Linked DNA regions of Anas platyrhynchos: regions 1 and 2 are each linked to region 3. A link is a contact called in public Hi-C data. All regions are on one chromosome and are shown on one strand. Each heading gives the region's core, a stretch centred on a gene start, on an enhancer-like site or on the middle of the called end of the contact. The rest is flanking DNA. Distances are from core to core; before and after follow the strand shown.

Evidence for each region. A called contact is a pair of places that touch in the nucleus more often than the background predicts.
Region 1: a contact with region 3 is called in a Hi-C map of skeletal muscle, with 2.1 times the contacts expected there. The contact joins two enhancer-like sites. A contact is called at or near these places in 3 of 8 Hi-C or Micro-C datasets (liver, skeletal muscle and subcutaneous adipose tissue).
Region 2: a contact with region 3 is called in a Hi-C map of subcutaneous adipose tissue, with 4 times the contacts expected there. The contact joins two enhancer-like sites. A contact is called at or near these places in 4 of 8 Hi-C or Micro-C datasets (F1 follicle, liver, skeletal muscle and 1 more).

Annotation. Positions count from the first base shown.
Region 1 is chr2:102,109,402-102,112,953 of IASCAAS_PekinDuck_T2T, forward strand. It overlaps LANCL2 (LanC like glutathione S-transferase 2), which reads right to left. Exons shown (of 9, transcript XM_005014930.4): 7 at 2,493-2,669. Among named protein-coding and RNA genes, the nearest start is that of LANCL2, 22 kb to the right of the region's middle. Within about 2 kb of position 1,495, at least 1 of the 8 cell types and tissues checked has an H3K27ac peak or open chromatin away from gene starts, as enhancers often do.
Region 2 is chr2:102,155,620-102,159,404 of IASCAAS_PekinDuck_T2T, forward strand. No RefSeq gene overlaps it. Among named protein-coding and RNA genes, the nearest start is that of LANCL2, 24 kb to the left of the region's middle. Within about 2 kb of position 1,847, at least 3 of the 8 cell types and tissues checked have an H3K27ac peak or open chromatin away from gene starts, as enhancers often do. A contact at or near this core is called in F1 follicle, where this site is marked.
Region 3 is chr2:102,446,469-102,450,494 of IASCAAS_PekinDuck_T2T, forward strand. No RefSeq gene overlaps it. Among named protein-coding and RNA genes, the nearest start is that of SEC61G, 20 kb to the right of the region's middle. Within about 2 kb of position 2,348, at least 4 of the 8 cell types and tissues checked have an H3K27ac peak or open chromatin away from gene starts, as enhancers often do. A contact at or near this core is called in F1 follicle, where this site is marked.

The DNA of each region.
Region 1 (3,552 bases), core at 245-2,744, 340 kb before region 3:
CTTAGCTTTATCTATTTTCTCTCCCTAAGCCTCACAAAAAATCGTTATAAATACAGTTAGACAATTATGGTGGTCAATATTTTGTTGCAGAGGATGGAATACCTTTTAAAAACAAGTTAACAGTGTCTTTCTCGTGTTTGATCAGCGCTGCTGCAGTAGCCACTAGACATACCTTACTTACAAACCCCATCTGGATCAATTTAAGAGCAACAATCCATTTCTCCTTTATGGCTCCCCAGAGCAGGCACAGGGCCCACACGTTCCCCTGGCATTTCTGTGTCTGGAAGCAAACCGCTGCTTATGCAAAACACGGTGCTAAAAGCACAAGAGTCCTGCAGAGCAAAGAACCAAGAGAACTCTCCCTGCTTCCCCTGTGATTTTGGGAGCCTGATACAGAACACAGCTCATCGTACTCACTAGAGGGTGCTCAGGCTCCACGGTTGGAGCTATGTGATATATGAATAGGCTCCCAGAACCATCAGCTGTTGAACAGGAGGATAAAGAGTGGTATCTTGCCCCACTCCCTCTGTTCTCTTTAAGTATTTACTGGGGAATGGATTTCATCACTTGGGACGTGAGTGTGTGTGTGTCCACGTGAGAATGTCTTGAGGAAACCCAGCAATGAACTCACAAACACAAACACTGTGGTCCACGGTTATTGAGCAATGATGAAGTATTTTGGGCCCCCCTACAGATCTTCAAACCAAACTTGTAGCCTTCTCTTTTACGTGAGGACAGAACGTGTCTATGGCACGTTTCTGAACTACAATCAATTCTTGCAACATCCACATCTTATTGCATAATAGCCTTTATAATTATTATTGCCAGCCTGGGAACTTCAACAGAAATTACAAAAATGCATCCCCAGGCTACTAAACGAATCATTGTTTATAAATCCTTAGCTTTGGTAAACCTTGTAGATCCAATAAACCATATTAATGTCTTTGTTAAACCAAGGAAAAAGAAATCTCTTCTAGTACAAAGACATCTGCCATTATTTGTCACACAGGCTGAACAAGCTTGCCATCGAGAAACAGCCTTTCAGACCTCTGAACGTTTATCTTGAAAGAAGGAAAAAAAAATTAAAAAAAAAAAATAAAAAATGAAGGGCTTGGATGCTCTCTGGAGCCCAGGATGCCAGCAGCACGTTTGTTTCCCTGGATGCTCTGTCTCAAGCATGGTTGTTTCCCTGCATGCTCTGTCTCAGAAAGAAAAGATTTCAAGAATGCCAAAGATCAACAAACTCCTTTGCCCATTTCAAGATTTTCCCTGCAAGAGCTTAGGGGGCCTGACTGAACACTGCAGGTGCTAAAATGCAGAATGGCAACAAGTGTGCTGCCAGACCCGACTGTGCTCGGCACTTCCAGCAAACAGCCTTTGGCTCACTGCCACATGTTCCTCCTCAAAGGAATTTCAGGTATCTAACTGAGTGTCCTCCTTCTTTGGCTCTGATCCGGGTATGCTTGCTTTCCTCTAGCTTTGGACAGAGCTACAGGGTTCCCCTGGGCAAGAAATGCAGTGTGAGCAGGAGTTGCTAATGCTGCACAGAGCCCCAGGAAATGTATGGAAGTGGAGGATGACAGGGAGAGCCCAACTGTTGTGCTGAAAGCAATGCGTGCTTGGTAGCGTGGCTCACACATCAGCAGAGGATCAGTTCACACACAACAAGGTCACACATTTGCCGTGGCAGTACTAGGGGCTTATCGCATTCTCCAGGATGCGTGTATGCATACATGTGTCCCCACAGATTGACGCACATGTAAACATAAGGTGACAGGAACAGCCACTTTGTAAAGCTCTGCTGATGGTGGACAAGCTAACAGTAGAGGTGAATGCACTAGCTTTACATGTGACTCATCTGAAAACACCTTGAAAGCAACTCATCAAACTTCCCACTGCTCTACCTTTAGATAGACCTCAGTTGAGTAGCTATATATGCAGCATGAAACCCACTATCAATGAATTAAGTAGAAAACAAAACAAAACCAAAAACCAGGAAACAGAGGCAGAAAAAGCCTTTTCTTTTGTCAATTGCTAGCACAGTGAGAGCTGATAGCAGAACCTGGATGCTCCCAATGGAAAAATTTTGACTGCGTCTTTCTCTGCAATTTGTATTAATGAAAAAAACCTAAGTGAGCAATTTAATAACTGCAATTCAGAGCTCTGAAAGCCCCAAACAGACACTAGTCTGAAAACAAATAATTACAAAGGACTACTAACAGTATCGCTGGAGGAGCTGAGGATGACAGTGGATCTCTCAATGGAATAATTAGCACCATGTAACATTCATCTCTTGTTGTTCAGGCTGGCTGATTCTCCGACTCTATTTACAGCACAGCGAAGTGCGTTTGTGTGGTTTTTCAACCACTCTTTGTACTAAGATGCAAGTGCCCACATACACAGCTGAAGTCGTCTACCCAAAGGTGTGAGTTGGAAGTGCATGAAACACATGAAAGGGACGAGTGACTTTGCTGGGATGCTGCAGAGCTCACCTTGCAAGCTCGGTAGAGGTACTTTTTGTCCTGAGTTAGGTTATAGAGAGACAAGAAGGAGTAGCCATTGCCAGCAGTACCATGGCAGATCCCGTAGCCTTTTCTCAGTAAACCTCTCTGCCAGATGACGTCGCTACACTCCATGGCATCTTTCAAGTACTTATCCTCTTTAAAAGTCTGCGGAACAAAAACAGAAAATAAACATATAAATTGAAGTATTAATGATTACAAAGTGATCCTGGACCTGGAAGATGTTTTGCTATGGAGGTGGAGTTTTTCATATATAGTTTATTTTGGATTTTAAGACTCCAACCATCATAGACTTGCTTTTCTTCCAAGTTGCTTCTCATTTCTCTGTGTGGAAAAAGAAAGAACTCAAGTTTTTCTTTCTGAAATTAGTAAAAACAAAAAAACCCTAAAGTTCGAGGTCCTTGGTTCCACAGCCTGTAATCTATTTGCAGGGTACATGATCCTTTTTCGCTTCTCCCCTCTATTTCCCAACCACTACATAATTTGATTTGAAATACAGGAAAGTAATTCTTGCCTCCAAGAAATGTAACAGAATAGTGGCCATCAAATCTGGTCCTGAAGGGCCAGTTCCTGATCTTTCTGATTAATTCCTGCTGGTTACTCACTATCTGCCTTCAATTCCATGTCGAAAAACGCACGAGAATCCTTCTTTCAGGGCTCTTTCCTCTATCCCAAGTACAAGTAGGAACAATCCATTACCTCGACTAGTATTTATATTGGAAATACTCGTGAGGTACTGGCCAGCTGGACAAAGGACCAATTTTACAAAATACATTGCAACTGAAGTGCATTTTACATGCACAGAGAGTCCATTGAGGCAGCAGAAAAAAAACAAAAACACCAAAGTGAACAGCACCACTGACTTGTAAGACTGCTCTGTGCTCCCCTTTGCCTAGGTCACACCACAGATCAACAAGACAAAGAAAGTAACTGATGCACTGCTATAGACACAGTCCTTTGAAGATGGCCTCCTCTTCACAGATGCGACTTAATGAAGTAACAGAAGCAATTAACGTGCAGGACTCTTAAA
Region 2 (3,785 bases), core at 597-3,096, 290 kb before region 3:
ATGCAGCTACATGAAAACCTATTATCTCCCTCCCTATTAGGCAAACCCACACCAGCCTGGTTTGCATTTCTTTATCTCATTTTCCTGTTGTACTATACATTTTCCTACCTTCCAGGGTTGTTGTGAACCTAAATTTTTGTTGCTCACTGTGAAGCAGCCAGTGTCACCATGGAGGTCTCTGCAGGATTACTTTGGGTTGTCTAAATGTGCCATTTCTACTCTCCTGTCTCTTGACACTCGCTTCCCTTTGTAACCAGCTTGCTGAAAATCCTCCAGGCTATCCCCACTGCCAGCATCTCAACGGGCCCATCTCTTGCTACATAATGATTTTAAGCTTCCCAGGGACCGTTGTCCCCTTGGGAGAGGTGCCCAATTGGTCTGAACCAGCTTTTACTGAAGGAAAGCATCAGAGAAGCCACTGTAATTAGCTCTCTAACAAGGATGCATACAAAGATGAATTTGGCCTCAGTGATACCTCTAATAACTGTTGTTTAATCACATATAGATCACAGTTTCTCCCAGGAATTGCTTGCTGCCTGCCTGCCTTTTTGTATTGATTTCAAAAGCCCATTGCCTCACCACCAGGTAACTAGGAAGGTATATCTTGATGCTGCCTGCTACCTGGTGGGATAACATTCCCTTGGCACACACAGACTTCCTCAGCAGGGGTATCAGCCCACTTGCTTGCTCTTCAAATGATAGTCGAAATATAACAAGCATGGTTTTGCCATACATCAGAGATATGAAAACTGGGAGAAAGCAGTCCACCTTTTGGGAGGAACACAGATCCATGGTCTTATCACTTACGGAGATGTACCTCACAGATGTGTGTGCTGCCCTCTGCAAATACAAAAGGTCCCTAAGAACCCCATTTTTGGAATAAAAGCATCTTGTTACTTTTGCTCACCTACACAGCTGATGTGTGATGGGAATTAAGATTGTTCACTTAACACTTGATCTGAGAAAAATTCAGAGCCTTACCTGCTTATAACTCAATTTCAACATGCTTATTTGCAACAAAACACAAATAATCCAGATTTTTAGGCAAATCTCCATTGTGTTCTGAACCAATAAAACACGTAATAGGAAAAAATTGTATTGCAAGACAGGGGATAATATAATAATTTTTGAAAATATATGGAAGTTTTTACTTTGGAAGGATTACATAAGACCATGACTTTTCACCAAATATATATTTATTTACTTTGCAATATGTCAAATTATGCTGGAATCTCCTCAAATGAAGAAGAAACTCTGGAGAAAGACTACTTCCCACCAGTAGTTTAAAAATCACAAGCCAAAAATGAACCTAATTTCCTTTGTCCTGACATAGCCTGTCTACCTGCATTATTTTAACTCTTCACAGCATTATCTGCACAATATAGCTTCTCTTACATGACACGAAAAATAACGGAGTGCTATGGAAATGGAGTACTTCACAGGAACATGCACAAGAGCTTTTGGGGGCAGAAGGACGTACACTTGTCACCAAGGAGTACAGTCATGTCCTTGGGACACACATTGCCATGTCAGATGTCAGATCTCTTGTGCATGTAATTGCATTGCATATCCACTGAAACTAAGCCATCAGAGAGAAGGATTTATTTTCCATCGGATCAGTGCAGCAACCCTTTACAGCAGCAGCCCGTACTTAGCCTGGATTAAATGTAGCGTGAACCTGTACTCTGAATGGACTGGAAAATAAATTGCCCATGCAAGCTATTTTTCATTTTTTATTTTCTTTCTGCTCTGTTTGCTTGGAGACAGATACTAAAGCTATATATTCGTGTACGGTTTCTTTCTCTTCCAAGAGAGGGCACTGTTAGCCTTCCTTCCACTGCCTTCAACAGCAAGGCTCATTGCAGCACCAGCATGCTTGCTGGGCACGAAGCACCAAGCGCAGGCCCCAGAGCCCATGCAGGCTTCACAAGCTTTCTCTCTAGAAATCTCCGATAGCTTTATGTCCACAATCCCCAAACGGTGGGGCTGTTCACAGGGGACAGGCTGGGAGGACCTCACCACCCTGCTGTGCAAGAGCTGCCTCACTGTTATGTTTCCATCGAGCCCAGCAGGGTTGGGCCTGGCGTGGCTTTGTCTCCATGAGCAGTGGCAGAGGTCACACATTGCTGTATTTTTTATCCACCATCACTAAATTCACAAACAACTCCGGTGCTTTTGATGATTCAACGACTAGACAGAAACCGATACAGCCAGCTGTGACTCCTATTAACTGCACTTTGACTTGTTAAGAGTGCCAGTACAAATACAGCTACATAAAACGTCTGTGAGGGAAAAACAGCCATCTCCTGTATCATCATAGCTCCCACCTGAGAGGGATGGAGACCTGTGAAGTTTACTGCAACCCATATCTGTACTCAAAAGGAACAAATGAGAAGGAAAAAACAACCAACAGAAGAAAACCCAGCTCATACGATACTAGATACAGAAGACAAATAAATCACTATTTCTGAGCTGGTTTAGTTTCACAGGGCTGTAACTCACCGAAAGCAGCAGCCTCTGGGGTTAACACATGCATTAAATGATGTTCCTTCTGCTCTCTTCATAAAGCAAGAGGTTTTAAAGCAAAAGGCTTTCTGAAATAGGAGCTCTGGTGTTAAACACCACACAGATGGTGCTTATTAGAGAGATTTCAGTTCCCAGCGAAAAATTTAAAGCACCACCTAATCTCTATCTAACTCCAGCTCCTCTCCTAAATAAAGAGTAGCAATAATCTACATTTTGGGTCTGGGGGCTTACTGCTGAGTGTATGTACTTCCAGGTGGGCTCCAAGTGGGCCACCTTGACCCACAGGGAGGAAGCCCAACCACCCCACCAAGCACCCTGCACAGGATGTGTCCCTTGGTGCCTGCAGTCCCCGTGGCATTGCTCTTGGTGGGTCTGCCATGAGTCTGCCTCTGGTGGGCACCAACATTTGATCAGAGCCCATCTCTGTCAACAAACATAATGCAATTTCAAGGAGGCTGAGCTGGTGGATTAGTAAGCGCCAACCTCGATGCCACATGGAGAAATGTTCTTCTGCTAGTGAGCCCTTGGCATGAGCTGCGTGGCTGCCACCAGTGTTGGGACAGAAAACCTGGCCACACAGACAGGATGGCTTGGTCCAGCTCTCCCATCTTCAGCGATGGACTGCACATGTAGGTCTGTCCTGGGCACTGCAGTAGGTGGTCTGGCTGTGGCTGTGGGCCTCCTCAGAGTGTGTCAGCTCTTACTGGCTATCCTGGAAATTTCTTACATGATCTGATGCAATTGTTGCTTGTTAAATGAGTTCCCTAAAGGTTTGCTTTGCTCTATCCCAGCATGAGTTTAGGAGTAGTAAAGGGCATGGCTTGATCAGTGCTGCTGAGGATAATGATGGAAGGATATGGCAGAGACTTGCCTTCCTCTCCTATCTTTAAATAGCAATTTTCTTTATCTTATCTTAACCTATCATATCCTGTGCAGGCAGATAGGGGGATTACACTGCAGCTGTGTTTCTTTGGCTGTCTTGTGCTATTGCATCCTTTGTCACTTTTTATATTTTAGTTATTTGAACTGAGATCAGTGGAATTTCTGAATGCTTATTCTTCCCAAATATCCACACATTTTTATACCCACCCCATTCTTTAGCAGGGGAATTTATCTCCATCAGTGTCTCCATCTCTCTGAGTATTGCTGTGCCTTTAATTTCCTACATGTGAAATACAGGGAAGAGCAGTTTCCTGCCTGATAAAGAAGGCTTTTAAATCTATCTGTAAATGGTTTTGTGATCTTCACATAGGAAATTA
Region 3 (4,026 bases), core at 1,098-3,597:
GTAGGATTGGCCGCAGCTGCTTCATTTGACCCTGAAAGGCTGAAGTAGTAAATTCCACTTGGTTCACTGGAAATTCAAACATGTGGAAAACTGTCTTTGTACAGATGAGGGTCTCTCCCAGCACACCAGAGATGAGCTGTTAGCAGTGGCAGGAGTTTGGCAGGCTCATAGATGGAAGTGGGTGCAGGTGGAGGGTAAGACTTTCTAGTAAACCTTGAGTGTAAGCTGTATGAGAGCATGATCAAAATTAACAGGTCTGTGAAAGTAACAGTAGTCTTTAAAACTTGCTCTAGCTAGCTTTCATCCTCAACCTTTGTCCTCAGGAAGGGGTGTTCTGGTTCATTGATTGTGCAGGGTGCAGTGGGATCCTACAGGTCACTTGAGAAAACTAATATTGTGCAGTCTCTCGGGATCTGCATCTCTTGGACACAAAATAATAATTAATTCTTTCCCCTGTATGGAGGAGGGGCCATGAAGATTGTTCTCACTGTCCCTCTTTTTGGTGTAAGGTGATTCAGATTGAAGCCAAGGGACCTCACACAGTCAGACAAGCTTCTGTGATCATAATTATTCTAAGAGAAAATTATATGCAGAATTCAATTTTTCAGTTTGGATACCTCATCCCTCCCCAGACAGAGGGTGACAGACACCAGGACTAGTAATAGGCCAACTTGTTTTTCTGGCAACAGTACACTTGGTACGTGTTGTTTGTTCTTAACAGCTCTTGCCTCAGATCACTCTGTGGACAAAGAGCTTCCAACTTTTACACACAAAGGTCACCATGTACTCCTTCAGTCCTCTACACAGCAGCTGTTACTGCAGTATTGCCACTATAACTATTGTGCTTTTTCTCCTTCTTCTTCCATACAAAATGGAAAATTCAGCACTGTTTCAGTACTCTTCATTTCTCTACTGAAAAAGACACCGTATCACAACTATGAGAATCAGTTCCTTACTATGTCAGTTCCTTACTATGTCAGCATGGATGATTTATTGGTGAATATTGCAAACACTTTTGTCTTCTCTTAAATCAGACCACTTCATGTTTCATCACCAGATCTCAGAAATTCACATTTCTACTCAACTATTTCGCTAAAACCACTTTTTTTTTTTTTTTTTTTTTCCTGAAAATTGTCTGTCATTGTGACTAACTGCACATCCCACGCAGCCACATTGCTGCATTTTTCCCCCTAAGAAGTGCGGCAGCTCTGGCCAACAATAAGCAACGTAAAGGAACCTGCGGAGTTTCTTTGGAAAACTGTACTGTACGTTTTGCTTACACATACTTCGGGGGAAATGCTGCAGCAGCATATCGGCGTGCTGCAGTGCCACCCAGCGTCCCCATCTCAGCATCATGTATGCTGCCCTTGGTCTCTGCATCTACATGTCCTTGCCCCCACTGTGGGCAAAGCTGCTTCCGAAACGCTCCCTCGTAGTCTCACTCATCCCACCACGACCTCTGAGCAAGTGCCTATGCTTCCTTCTAAACTCACCAGCAAAAAAAACTTACCTTAGAAAAGGTTACCTGCCATGGAAAGAGTAGGTGGTGAGAAAGCTACCTCTCCTCGATACATCAGGACAAAAAGAATCAATGCACTTGGTGTGGCATTTTTTAACTTTTGTAAGTTATGTCAGCCTGCATCTAGAAATAACAGAAACTATGCATTACTAAACACGAGAAAAAAAAAAAAAAAAAAAAGGCTTCTACTTCTTACTGGACTGATAGTAGGTCCCGGGCTGGTAGACATAGTGATTTCTGGACTTTTGGTTTGTTACATGACTGTCTAGACTTAAGCAGTTGTCTAGAAAAGCCAGACACAGGGGTTACCCCCGGCCCTTAGCACCAAAGTTGCTTGTTTTCCTTTCTACTAAACTGCCGGTGCCCAGCTGAACACAGGATTTCTTAGGCACCCCATCCATGCCACAAAATACTGTACTCAAAGCTAAGTGCTCTGGGCATTTATATGGCCCTGCAAGGAGCTGGCTCATTTAGCAGATGGGACATGGCAAAGAAGACAGGTACCAAAACTCTTGGCAGATGTTACAAAAATCACATTTTGCCAATAATTGTGGAGGATGCTCTCATCTTCTTCTTCAAAACAGTCTCCAGAGAGCTGCGCCCAAGTTTTATGAAATACCACAGTGCTTAGGTCACCTCCTCTCTTTGTCAGTTTCTCCCCCAGTCACACACACAGATTTTTGAGTACATGGCCTCAGAAAATGCATGACCATCTCCCCGCCTCTAGCCAGGAGCCAGCCCTAACCACTATCACAACAGCTGACATACGCTGGGCAATGGAGAGGCAGTAAACGAAGAACACAAATTTCCAAGAGCTGTTTTCCTCAGTGCTCTTTCTGACGTGGCACCTCAGGCACAAGGTCAAGACAGGAACAAGCCAGCTTCGCACTGCTCTGATGTATTTTGCATCTCTCCATGATTTTAAGAAACTCCCTGTTCCCAAGCTTTCCTACTGAGATGTAAACAGATAAGAGCAGCTTTCTGTATGAAGACAAGGCTTACGCTAAATAAGCTCCTCACTACTCATAAGTACAGAGACAAACTAAGATTTTTTCCAACATTGTCCCTGAAAAAGTCAATAGTACTTTAGCTGACTATGCAGCTGGGCTATACGGCAGCTCCCATCCACTCCTTCAGCAGACAAACACCTTTAAAAACTTCAGCCCAACCCAGCCCAAGGACATCTAACTCCTCTCTTCACTTTTTTTTTTTTTTTTTTTTTTTAACTGCTGCATGTATAATGCACCCCAAAATATTTTCAGCCAACTTTTACAATATTTGGAGTTTTATCATATACTGCAGATCCTTTGAATAAAATGATTTTAATAAGTCCTCCAAATAAATGTAGTTAGATGCTCCCAGCACACAGCTGCAGATAAAAAGACACATTTTGGATAAAAGCTCAGAATGTAAATGAAAGCAGAAAAAGCCCCCTAAGCTTCAAATTTAATCATTTTAAATCTATTCCTTGATTTTGCTTTATTTTACTTTAAAGGCTCAAATCCTGTTTATTTCTTTAATGACTGCAGGTCTCAACAATTGATGACACAAGGAATATTTTCAGAAGCAAATCCAGAGTTTGACCGGCAAGTCTCTGACACAAGCAGCGTACCCCATGTGGCTGAAAGGCAGGGCTTGTCAAGGGATTTGCTGGCATCAGAATGCCACCAACCCTGCAGAGTGTGCCTGGACAAGCAGGATGCCTTTTGAGACCTCATTTAATTTTGTCTCCATGCTGTAAGTTCACTCTTCTGTTTTGACCTCCTTGTTGAATTCCCTCTCTCTCCCTTCAGCAATGATTCCCAACATTTGTTTAACACTGAGGTGCCTCATTCTCCTGGATAAAGAACCATTAAGAATGTCAAATATGTACACAGTGAGAAAGAAAATGAATCTCCATGGGAATGCAATGTCTGTATGTACTACCTTCAATGTGTATTCAGACTGGTGAAGGACATGGCCCTGGATTTTCCATCCCATCCTCCAAGGCCACCTAAGGACTACCTGAAGCAGTCCTTGAAGACTAGGACTCTTTTTGGAAGGTCAGCTGGTCTTGTATGTGGGTAAAAACATGGTATGGAAGCATTTCAATTATTTATTTAAACGATGCAGTTTAAAAGAAGTACCAAACCTGTGTGTCTGCTTTTGAAATTTCACTTTGGAGGAAAGAACACTGGCAGATGACATCCAAACTGAGCTCAGCTTTTCAGCAAATGTTTCTCTCTTTGTTTGTCATGTGTCAAACAACAAACCACATCTCTGAGAATTACTCCAATTCAGAGAAATCCCAAATGGACTTTTCAGGTAGCCCCAGTGAATATGTTGGTTAGCCTGTACTTCCCATAGGACTCACTCTTTCCTCCAGATCAGTTTTTATACCGCTGCTCTTTTCTTCTGCTTATTTCTCTCAGTCTCTCCCTTGTTGCAAAGAAGTGGTTGCTAGTTCTTTCAGGTCTTTCCTTAGAGTTATTTCTAGCTCTACAGGTAATGTTTTGCAGACTGGCCCA